Linked DNA regions of Ovis aries: region 2 is linked to region 1. The links are chromatin contacts, called in public Hi-C maps. All regions are on one chromosome and are shown on one strand. The core of a region is the stretch at or near the end of the contact, and the rest is flanking DNA. Distances in the headings are between cores, read along the strand shown.

Region 1 (5,982 bases), core at 2,048-4,547:
AATTTTACTGGAAAGAACACCCTTTGGCGACATCTGACTGGATCTCTAAGGATCAACAACACACAAGAATGTTTTTGTGGGGTAGAAGCAAATAATTTTTGACCAGTAGCTACCCAAGTTATATATTTTTTTCTTTTAGAAGGGGAAACAAATCTTGAAAACAAAAATCCCACAGGCACCTCTTTTGCATCTAACAAAGCTGGGTGTGTCATCATTTTATCTGGTATTCATATTATAACATAGCCCTATATGTTCTCAATCTGACATAAAAATTACTATAAGAGGTCTATTATTTATTTTTAAAATCCATAGTTTTACCAGAATAAAAAAAGAATAAATACTATGTTTGAGATTTGTAGCAACTAATAATCTGAGGGTGTGACTAAATTTGTGATGTTTCAGTCAAAGTGAGTGAATAATATAATCAGTATCATTAATTATATTTCCAAAGCCATTTGCGAGTCTTCCACTGAAGAAAAAAGTGGAAGTTAAAGCAGTCAGAATGATTTTATGTTTAAAGCACGCAGATTTTTTTTTTTTTTATGTGTGTACTAAAACATAGCCACTGGCCTATTTCTATTGTTAGGTATATTTTCTATATTTCAACAAATCTAACTGATGTCTTGCAGACATACCATGGTCACATGCTATTAAGGGAGAACAACTGCCAGTGAATCTGAGATCTGCATGGATGTAAGACATCTGAAAAGAAAAAAGTTCCTCTTAGAATTGAAGAAATATTGTATTAGTAATTTCCATTGACATAAAAGATTATTATAGTATATATGAATGCTTAGACTTCTGAAGTAGATTTGTTCTTATGTGTTAGTAGCCCTCTTAAAATGTAAGAAAACGTGTGACAAGTGGCCTTTTATTAAAGACATCTTTCTCACCAACTGGATATGTGCACATTGAAATGTATGAGGTCTCAATAGCAAATAATGAGAAAAAATTTCTGTGTTCTCATTACCTAACTTCACATGCTTTGTAACCAGTTTTTCCATTACTAACATTTTTTTCCGAAATACCAGATATTTGGTGGCCCCTACTAAATCAGTACTCAGTGTTCCCTCTGCTGGCTTTGTAGTACATGAAGTGATTCTTAATGCTACTCTCTAAGCCATATTAACAGTAAGCCAAGATAATTTTGCAAAAAAAAAAAAAAAAAAATCCTGTTTCAAAATAATAGATGAAATTTCTTTATTAGCAGATGATAGACATTCCAAATTTTGAATTAAGGTAAATATTTCCTCTTATTTTGTTTATTTTCCATTAAATAATGGAACTCAATTTGAGATGTAATATTTGCTAATTCATTTCTTCTGCTCTCACACACCTGCACAACATAAAAATCCTACATCCATAAAATGGTATGGGGTATATAGATGGACATAGCATTCTGTCCCACTGCTTAATATATTCCTATAGCATAGAGGGAGGGGAAAAAAAAAAAAACCTGAGGGGAAATTAGTTTAACAAATATCTTGGATTCACACTGATTTGCAAGATTTTTCCTTGTCTTGGTTATAGAAACTGTGATTGTAAGAGCTGGTCTGACCTGACAACTATTCAGTTCAAAGAAAATAAAGAGGGGGAAAAATCCTGTCTTTGTTACTTTAGCAGACAGGGAAGAAGCCTGAGAAATTTGATGTCATTGGCCTTTGCCAACTGAAAGGCCCCAGGCTTTTTGGTTCCACATTTTATGGAAAATAACCTTCCATCAGAAGCTGATTTACTTCTCAGTCAAGTAGACAAATATAACTTGCACTTCATTTTTGGGGGGCTGATGAAATTGCATTGGAACTGGACTTCCCCGAAGGGGTGGGGGTTGTATGGAAACACAATGTATGGAAGTAATCCTTATTTGCAAAATACTAAAATAGGATCTAAGGTAAAATGAAGTCCATGTTTATTATTATTATTATGTTTACTCTTAGGAAAAATTAAGAGATAAGAATCCTGCATTTCTAATTAAATTTTTGCCATTTTCTCTACCCTCCTAACCAGTGGCTGGCACCTGGTAGGTTTCTGTATGCATTTCATACCAGCGCCAACTCATTTTTCCTCTCCTTTCAATTTTCTCGTGAGAACAAGCAGGAAATGAGTGTTTGCACCAGGCCACGTAGATTTGAAGCAGGAACACGAGCTTCTGCTCCATTTCGCTAAGCCGAAGCAAGTCACACCCACCGCGAACCCGGGTTTACGTCCATCAGCCGACTCCCAGCCCAGGGAGAGGTGGCCGCCAGGTGGCAGCGCTGAGCCTCCCTGCGCCCACGAGGAGATGTGGGAAAACGTGGGGATGGTCGGACTTCTTTCTCCCCGCTTCCTCCTCTCCTGAACCGGTAGCATCCTCCACTACCTTCTTTCGGTAGCAGTTTAAACGATCAGCGGTTAATAGGGTGTGTCGATGAATTCTGGTGATTTTTTTTTTAAATCATAAATCAAGAGTTTAGGGCAACGAACCGCCACCTCCTGTTCACTTGTCAGAAGCTCCCAGAAACTTGGGGACGCCAGGACTCCCGTTTGGACCTAGTCACTGAACCGGGAGCTCATCAATGGCCGTGTCCGTATCTTGCCGAAGCCGGAACGAATTAGAAGGCTCTCTCGGAGAGCCGCTGCAGAGGAGGCGCGCCCGACTCGAGGACTAGCAGAGGCAGCCCTCCTCAAAAGATGGTTTCCCTCTGCCGGGCGCCGCGACTCGGTGGCGCGGGCACCGCGCTCTCCCTGCCCTGGGCGCGCCGAGGGGTAGGCGGGGGTCAGCGGTGCTCCGCCGCGGCGGCTGAGTCTCGTCTTTCGGTTACTGGTACAGGGAGGAAATACACTGGAATCGACTCCGGCTGTGCTTTTTCGGGGAAAAGTCTTTCCTACTGTAAACAGGTTTCGGGCGATGCTTTCAGCAACACTTTAACACCCATCTTCCGTTTAGGTTTACGACCGGGGAAGAAGCTGAAGACACAGGCACACACGCGCCCCCGCACCCTAGCCTTCTTCGAAATTGCGATTGGCCGCGCTGGCCCGCGTTGGGGGGAGGTGGTTTCCTCTGGCGCTCGGCTCCTCCATCCCCTCCACCAACCCCCCACCCCCCGCCACCGGGCCCAATTCCGTCCATGACCGGAACTGACAGTCCCTGGGCCCCCTGGTCTCCAGCGAGCCCACCGCCTTGACCCGGGACGCCCACCCGCCCCGTGCGCGCTCTGCGTCTGGAACCCACGTTCCGGCTGGCAGGCGACATTCGTACCCGGGCTGGGCAACCCCCTCCCTGGTCCCGTGGAGCGTGCAGTTGCCCGCTCTCGTGCGGGAGGGCAGAGCAGGGTGTATGCGCGGTGGGCGGGGAGAGGGGGGGCTACAGAGGAAAAGCTGTAGGGCGAAGGGAGGTTGACAATTGGTTGCACTCCACTCTTCAAGCATCCCCTCCCCCGGGGCTTGGGAGGGGGCTTCAGCGTGCCTCGGTGCCCTCCCTCTTGCGGGAAAGGCGGGGAGCGGGGCGGGAGTCGAGGTGCCAGGGCCCCCTGGCAGGGGCGCACCGACGCCCCCCGGGAATCGGCCCCGGGTCTCAGGTCTGGGAGGAGGGAGTTTCTGGCAAGTAAATCACCAATAGAGGCTGCGCCCCGGGCGCAGTTACTGAGAATCGGAGCGCTCCGGAGGGATTCGCCGCTTTGTCCCCCTTGGATTCGCATGCTTCTACCTTTCGGCAGGCCGCCGCGGCAGCCAGGCCCCGGGAGCAGGCGCCCGGGTGGGGCTGCCAACCCCCGCGGGGCGCCCCGAAACCATCCCAGTGACCCCAGCGCGCGGCGTGGATGGCAGCACATCCCGCGGGATTCCCGTCCCCGCCCCCCAACTCCACAGCCAAGAAGCAGCAATTCCAGTTGGAGCCCCGTGGGGAAAGCGTCTGATCCCACTTATGGAAAAACGCTTAAACAAGAGCACACCTAAGCCAACGTTAGCCAGCCAGTTGACCTACAATTGGAGGTGGTGCGGGGGCGGGCAGGCTGGAGCAGGCGCGCCTGCCTGCGAGGGAAACCCGCCGGGGAGTGGGCAGAGGGAAGCGAGGCGAAATGTCAAGATAAGAGAAAGAGAGGAAGAGGGCGGGGGAGGGAGAAAGGCGCTCGATCGCAGAGAGGGAAGATGGGGAGGCGCGGAGGCCGCGCGGGCTGCCAGGTGACACGGTTCAGAGGGGAAAGGGGGCGGGCGCAGCACGCGCGGGCTCCGCCAGGCACCGGAGCTCCGTGTTCCCAGCCCTCCCCGCCCCTCCCCGCGTCCCCCTTGGCCCGACATCACGTGTGGCGCCGACGGCGACTCGTGGGAGTGGGAGGGGTGGGGAGGAGCAGGGACCAAAGAACCTGGTGCCCCAGACCGCGCTGAGCGTGCTGCACACCTGGCACCCGGGACTCGCCATCTGCTGCGAGCTCACCGCCTTTCGGGCCAGGGTGTGGGCCTGGAGAGATGTAAGGATATTGCCCGGGGGCAAGATGGCTTCGAGTCAACCGAGGCAATGAACTCAGTCAATCAATGTTTATGGTGCTCCTACTGTGTGCAGAGCGTCCCCTCCAGCTGCTGAGCTCAGGAGCTGCACCATCTGTTCAGTATGTTGTACATTGTGTAATAAATGCACAAGCCGAACGGTAATCTAAGCAAATTGGCCCTGCCAAGGAGCGCGGTTGAGGCAGTTTGGAGGTCTGGAGAGGTGATGAGTCTGGTAGACTAAGGTGTGAAAGTTTTATGATTTTCCTCTGCTTTCTTATGTATAAGTGACCCCTCACTCCCCACTCCCTACCCCGTGCTTCCTGTGCGGCATTCTCAGAAAACAGAGATCAAAATTAATGATCACAGTTTTAAACTAATAATTTAGTGACACTGAGCGCCGAAGAATTGATGCTTTTGAACTGTCGTGCTGGAGAACACTCTTGAGAGTCCCTTGGACTACAAAGAGATCCAACCTCTCGATGCTAAAGGAAATCAGTCCTGAATATTCATTGAAAGGACTGATGCTGGAAGCTGAAACTCCAATACTTTGGCCCCCTGATGCAAAGAACCAACTCACTGGAAAAGACCCTGATGCTGGGAAAGATTGAGGGCGGGAGAAGGGGCCGACAGAGGATGAGATGTTTGGATGGCATCACCAACTCGATGGACATGAGTTTGAGTAAGCTCCAGGAGTTGGTGATGGACAGGGAGGCCTGGCTCTGCAGTCCATGTCGCAAAAAGTTGGACAGGACTGAGCGACTGAACTGAACTGAACTCTGAGCTAGAAGCATTTGTAAGTAATTGAAGCCTAGTCCATAAACACTCAAACTTAACTCATTCATTTCACAAATGTCAGACCCCAGACACTGCTTTACTGGAAAAACTGTTTTGTAATATAACTTTTGGGCTTCCCAGGTGTGGCTTAGTGGTAAAGAACTGGACTGCCAATGCAGGAGATGCTGGTTTGATGCCCTGGAGAAGAAAATGGCAACCCACTCCAGTATTCTTGCCTGGGAAATCCCATGGACAGAGGAGCCTGGCGGGCCACAGTCCATGAAGTCATAAGAGTTGGACGCGATTTAGTGACTAAAAAGCAACAATAATAGTGTAACTTTATCCTTTGAGAAAATTCTTAGATAGTATAACCTACTATGTTTTAATGTATTCTTAAAGTCAATGTAATGCTCAAACTACAATACGAAGGAGAAATAGGCACAAAATCCATAATACAATACTATATTTCCACCATGTGTGCCCAGGTTATATTTCACTAGAACACCCAAAATGTTGTCTAAAGGGAGTACTGCCAAGGTGTTAATTACGAACTAAGGATGGCAGGCAAGTACTGAGGAATGGGAATGTACTCAGGGATGGGAATGTAATTCAAAGTCTGAAATTCATGGCAGACGTGGTAGATTCTTATGATATATCAACCTTGTCCTATTTATGCCCTTTGTGGATCCTACCCCATCAACTCTAGATCGGGTCACACGACTTGCTTTGGCTAATGGGGCATTA
Region 2 (5,982 bases), core at 1,374-3,873, 790 kb after region 1:
GTAAATTATATACTTCCTCAGGTGGCACTAATGGTGAAGGACCTGCATGCCAATGCAGGAGACGTAAGAGAAATGGGTTTGACTCCTGGTCGGGAAGATCCCCTGGAGGAGGGCACGGCTACCCACTCCAGTATTCTTGCCTGGAGAATCCCATGGACAGAGGAGCCTGGCGGGCTACAGTCCATGGGGTCACAGAGAGTCAGACACGACTGAAGTGACTTAGCATGCACACACACAACTCACTGTGAAAACTGTTTGTGTACTTCAGAAAAATATACAGAAACAGAAAATGTAAAGAAAGAGATAAAAATGAAGCTTGTACTATTTTCTTCCCACCCAACTCCCAGTGCACTGTTTTATCTACCCTGTGGGTATGTGTACTCTATTTTGGAAATACCTACAAGAAAAGACAGAAACCAGACTGAGGCCTTTACACTGCCTTGGAGTCCATTCAAATTATGAGAGCACCAACAACTGATTATCTTCTCCAACTCAAGATGCTTGCTTTCTGCCCTTTCTGAAACCTTTAGTACCACCTCCATCAGAAGATACAGGGCAAGAGATGGACAAGGAGGCAAAACAGCATGTGCAGAGGCCACTGCTTAAGAGCACTAATGAGGAAGTCTAATAAAACTCAGATTAAATTAAGTGTGCATGCTTGCCCTGCCACTGCTGACTTTCACCTAGCCTGGTACACTTGCTGCCCTTGCTTCAGACCATCATGCAGGGCAAGCAGTGTGATCAATCACCTCCAGCACCACCAGCAGAAGGCAGGCCGGACCCCCACACCATCTGCACACGCACCTGCTCTCAGCAGCACTGGCTGCTAGGGGCCTGCTGGCCCAGAGATGCCCTGGCCCGGCGGGGCACCACTGTGAACTCACATTTTCCACAGAAACAAGTCCAAAGATGAAGGAAGAAAGCTGCAGATAGTGAAAGACAAGAGACAGAATAATGAACGGCAGCTTACAAATGAGAGCTACAAAACCTCTTGGGAGCTGGGTCATACAGCATTTTACCCACCCACAGTCCCTGAAGATCGTTTTTAAGCAGTACTGCCCACTCCCTTGGATATTTCCTACTTAAAAAAAAAAGTCTAGTAATATAGTATTTGTTGCATGAAGTATATATTTCATCTTATTTGAAAAATATATTTATTATTATGTATGAGCAAAATGGTTATTAATATAACATATCATAATCTCTATTTCCTGTTTTTGTACACTGATGAAAGTACTCAAACAGACCATGGTGGATACACAGGAAAAATAGCAAAAAATGGTCTACAAAACCTTCTCCCAAGATCTGAATGTTAAATTCACTGTCTTGATTACTGTCTAAATGGGCTCCCCTGGTAGCTCAGATGGTAAAGAATCTGCCTGCAATTCAAGAGACCCACGTTCACTCCTTGGGTCGGGAAGATCCCCTGGAGGAGGAAATGGCAACTCACTCCAGTATTCTTGCCTGGAGAATTCTATGGACAGAGGAACCTGATGGGCTACAGTCCATGAGATCACAAAGAGACATGACTGAGTAACTAACACTTTCACTTTCATTGTCTTTAAGAGCACAGTAAAGCAACCCTGACTTTAAAAGTTCTCCTAGAGCTGATTCTCAATATACAAAGAAGCTCACATGAGCATACTTATAAAACAAAGTCTGTAATTAAAGACAAAATAAACAGTAACTAATCCAAATACATTAAAAATAGTCGATTACACTCATAATCAATGAAACACACATTAAAACAAGGAACTATCATCCGAATACCCATTAAATTAGCAAAGTCAAAAGGTGTAATTCTAAAAGAAATGTGTCTCTTTCACTGCTGGACAGGAAGCTGATTCATACACTTTTTCCAGAGAACAATGTGACAACATGTACCTGGAGTTTTTGAAATACTGTTTTCAACCAAATTTATACCTTTGCAAATATAAGCTACATTAAAATATATATACATTAGCCAGCCAGCAATGAACCCAAAGACGTATACCCGAGATGTTCATTTTTTTCATGTTCATAATACATGTATTGGATGCACTGGACAAATTGGATGAAATTTAAGCATCAAAGAAATGTACATAAACTATAATATATCCATAACATGAACTATTACACAGCCATTGAAAATTAATATCAAGTAATAAATTTGAGTGTTTAAGTAAGACACAAAAATAGCACCAAACAATTTCACCTGTATGAAAGAGGAACCCATGCAGATAAAGACTGGAGAGACACACAGCAGCATGCTAAGTGCACAAAGGAACACAAGCAACTCTGAAATTGCATTTTCCAAACATTCTACAATCTGCTGCTAACCTTTTTTTTTAAATAATCAGGAAGAAAAATAGTTTGAAAAGTCTATGGATCAACAACCAATGATACTGGAAGACCGTAAAGGTACAGGTGGTATGGTACAGCCAGGACCAGAGCTGCCTGAGGGATGCGGCCTGCAGTGTCGTCATTGCTGGAAAGGATCTGTACTGTCCACTCCATCCTCCCCAGGCCTCCAAGCACCCGGCCTGGCTCTGCCGTGAATGAGAAGGAAGGAGGCTTAGAAGCCAGAGAAGTGCTTTTCTCCTCCTACAGCCCTGCAACTTCCCACCAGTGCCCTCTACTGACTGCAGCAGCTAACACGAGAACTATTATTACCGGGTCCAGTTCCAGTTCCACAAAGCAAGACAGAGAAGGCTGGACTAGGGGCTAAGAGACGATAAACTGAGAGCTGGCACACCGTCTCTCCTATCAAATAAAGACTGGACTCTCCCTTATTCATTTTTGGGTCCCTGGCCCCTAATACAATGCCTGGTGTAAAGTAGGAATTTAAGACATGGAAAGAAAACAGAATTTAGACCCAGGCAAATACTTGGTTCAAGCCTGTCCAGTCAAAGGCCAGGGACAATGCACAACTTAGCAGCAGGAAAGCACTGATTTCCCCGACTCCAGGGAGCACAGGACTGGGGCTGCCTAGAATCACACTTTGGGAGTTACTGTAACAACTTCCTGTGTTCCTTATAGGGATTCATCTACAAAAGAGAGGCCATCCTGCAAAAGAACTGTAAATGCATTCAGGACAACACTGAACAATTGAGGCAAAGCGGGCCAACAGGAACGAGCCTTAATCTAAAGATCCCCACCTAAAGTGACGCAACAAACAAAACTGAAGTCATGGATCCTTCCCAACCTTTCTCTCATTTTTCATTGTTCATCTCAGATATTAAAAACTTTGGATATCATTGATATCCAAAACTGTTACTTTTTCATCTTAAAATCACATCCTGATGTCAGGAAACTTAGGTGATAAAACAAAATACCTCTTTATAAGCTAGCAAATAAGAAATATGGGTTTAAGTTTTGCCCTATTATCAAAAACCTCACCTTGCTGAACAGAAAGAACCATCATTAAGTTGTCTTTTTCAATGTTTTTTAAGGCTCAAGATTTGATCCAAAAGTGCCCTGTCCAGCCAGATTTCTACATAAAGCTACACGAGTGTGTGCTCGGTTGCTCTGTCATGCTCGACTCTTTGTAACCCCAGGGACTGCAGTCTGCCAGGCTCTTTTGTCCATGGGATTTTCCAGGCAAGAATACTGAAGTGGGTAGCCATTTCCTCCTCCAGGGGATCTCCTCCTCCAGGGGATCTTCGCAACCCAAGGATCGAACCTGAGTCTTCTGCATCTCCTGCATTAGCAGGTGGAACTAAACATTGAGCCACCTGAAAGCCCCACAGAAAGCAACATGCAGAAAGTAAACATTTTCTTTCAATCAGAATAAAGAAAATCACAGATGTAGACAGTGACAGACAACATTCAGTCTTAACGAAGTCTTGCTTACTGAGAGAACAATTCGAGGCAAGTGACAACTTGTCTAGTCTTAACCATCTTATAAAAAAAAAAAACTAGTCCTAGAATAGTAGTGCTTTGAGCAATAAAGATAAAAAAAAAAATCAAACACTGCTAACAGGACTGTCAGGAAATTCACTCTCAGTTTTCCTTAATTTGGCATATATTTATAACAAAACTAACTTCAAATATAATGTTATAGCTTTAAAAACTACTAATATATGGGAGTCTACAATCATTACAAAATAAAGTTTTTCTTAAAATAGCAACAAAATCGATAATGTCCTTGTATCCTAAGATGTTCTTCCAATAAATTTCAGAAGGAACATCCATCCATCTTTCAGAAACTATACAATTATGCCAGAACCTCCCTCTAAAACCATTCAACACAAAACAGACCTAGACTCAAAGCTCTCCCCTAAAGAGGCTTATCTAGAGCTGAGGACAGGGTCCATGCTCCAGTTTCCAGAACACTGTCCAATGTGTAAGACATAAGGGATGATATTTGCTGGAGATGGAGAAGGCAATGGCACCCCACTCCAGTACTCTGGCCTGGAAAATCCCATGGATGGAGGAGCCTGGTAGGCTGCAGTCCATGGGGTCGCTAAGTGTCAGACACAACTGAGCGACTTCACTGCTAAAAGGGTCTCTCCACATAGATGTCTAACACACAAGGTGGCCCAGATTGTGGATAACAATGCCACTCATTTTATCTCATAGTCACTATTACTAATTTAAAAATAATTCAATTTATTCTTATTCACTGCTACTGGTCATAATGAACCCTTTGTCAGCTGGTTCCAAACAGAACAAAATACTATCCACATATAATTTCCATTCCTAGTAATAATTTAGGTCTCATCTAAGGAGGGCTGGAAATGGAATGGCAGAAATAGGAATGGCAATGGCAATTTAACACACAGGTTCTTTCTTTTTTTTTTTTAAGTGTTTTTCTGCTATGTTTGAAATATTTTTCTCTTACTATGAATAAATATTCTAGAATTCATTTGAGATCTAGATTAAAAGTTACTCTTTCAAAAGCCTTCCCAACTAGTTCACCCCAAAATGATCCCACCTAACTATAAAGAAACATTCTAAAACTAATAAAAATGCAATAGGGAATAATTAAGAAATGCAGTAAATCAATCAGCACCCCCAAAAAATGAGATAAAGAAGCTAAAAAAGAAAAGCAATTCGAAGAGAAAGTGGTGGAATTAGAGAACAGGAAATGCGAATAACATTCATAAAACTGGATTTCGAAAGATTAAAAAAAAAAAAAAAGGATAAAGCCAATATTTAAAATTAGAACCCAAGAAAACTTTCCAGAAATAAACGAAGATCTGAGTCTACATATTGAAATTCTTCCAATATCTAGTAGAGTTAACGTGGAAGAATCCCCTGGATAAACCTTAGTAAACTCTTAGGCTTTAAAATAAAGATACTCAAGGCCCACAGGCAAAAAAAAAAAAAAAACAATGAACAAAGGCAAGCAAATCTGACACATCCGAGTTTCTAAAACACGATGCATGGCAACAGTAGAGCAGCTTTTTGTTTTTGTTTTTATAGAAATTCAATGAAAAAAGTATGAATAATGGATTTTACATCCAGTCAAGCTGTCCTTCAAATATCAACACTATATAAAAAGTCTTAAACGTAATAGGAATTCATAATCCTTTCTTGAAGAATCTACTACAAAATAAGCTTATTTATGCAACCAACCAATGACTAGGGAAATTTCAGAGAAACAGAGTGGTAAGTCCATTCATACAAATAACTGTAAATCTGAGACTAAAATAAAAGTGAGAACATTAATTTTTGAAAGCTGAAGATTAATGTACAAATGTTGTACATTGTAACAAAGTACAAATGGTGCGGAAAAAAAAAATCTGAAGAAAAGGGAGAGGAAGTTGACTAAGTAAACTAAGTCCACTGATTGGGAAAATGCCAGAAGTTAAACTCTAGCACTGAATAGATGGTAAATGATTAAATAGGTAAAAGAGGAATACAATCATTCAAATAGGACAAACACAAACGTAACAACTAAAATAAAAATACAAATGCTCCTAATTACCATTTAGGTAATCTAAGGAAAAAAGTATATCTCATAGAGAAATATAACAAATATAAAACAATATATATCAA

What was found. Hi-C and Micro-C count contacts between places; a contact is called where the count stands out from the background.
Region 2: a Hi-C map of hypothalamus shows a contact between it and region 1, with 4 times the contacts expected there. The contact joins two enhancer-like sites. A contact is called at or near these places in 3 of 16 Hi-C or Micro-C datasets (hypothalamus, skin fibroblasts and tail adipose tissue).

The regions. Positions count from the first base shown.
Region 1 is chr20:35,788,029-35,794,010 of ARS-UI_Ramb_v3.0, forward strand. No RefSeq gene overlaps it. Among named protein-coding and RNA genes, the nearest start is that of SOX4, 5.0 kb to the left of the region's middle. Within about 2 kb of position 3,298, at least 18 of the 54 cell types and tissues checked have an H3K27ac peak or open chromatin away from gene starts, as enhancers often do. A contact at or near this core is called in hypothalamus, where this site is marked.
Region 2 is chr20:36,578,123-36,584,104 of ARS-UI_Ramb_v3.0, forward strand. The region is part of intron 5 of CDKAL1 (CDK5 regulatory subunit associated protein 1 like 1); the gene reads right to left. Among named protein-coding and RNA genes, the nearest start is that of CDKAL1, 130 kb to the right of the region's middle. Within about 2 kb of position 2,624, at least 10 of the 54 cell types and tissues checked have an H3K27ac peak or open chromatin away from gene starts, as enhancers often do. A contact at or near this core is called in hypothalamus, where this site is marked.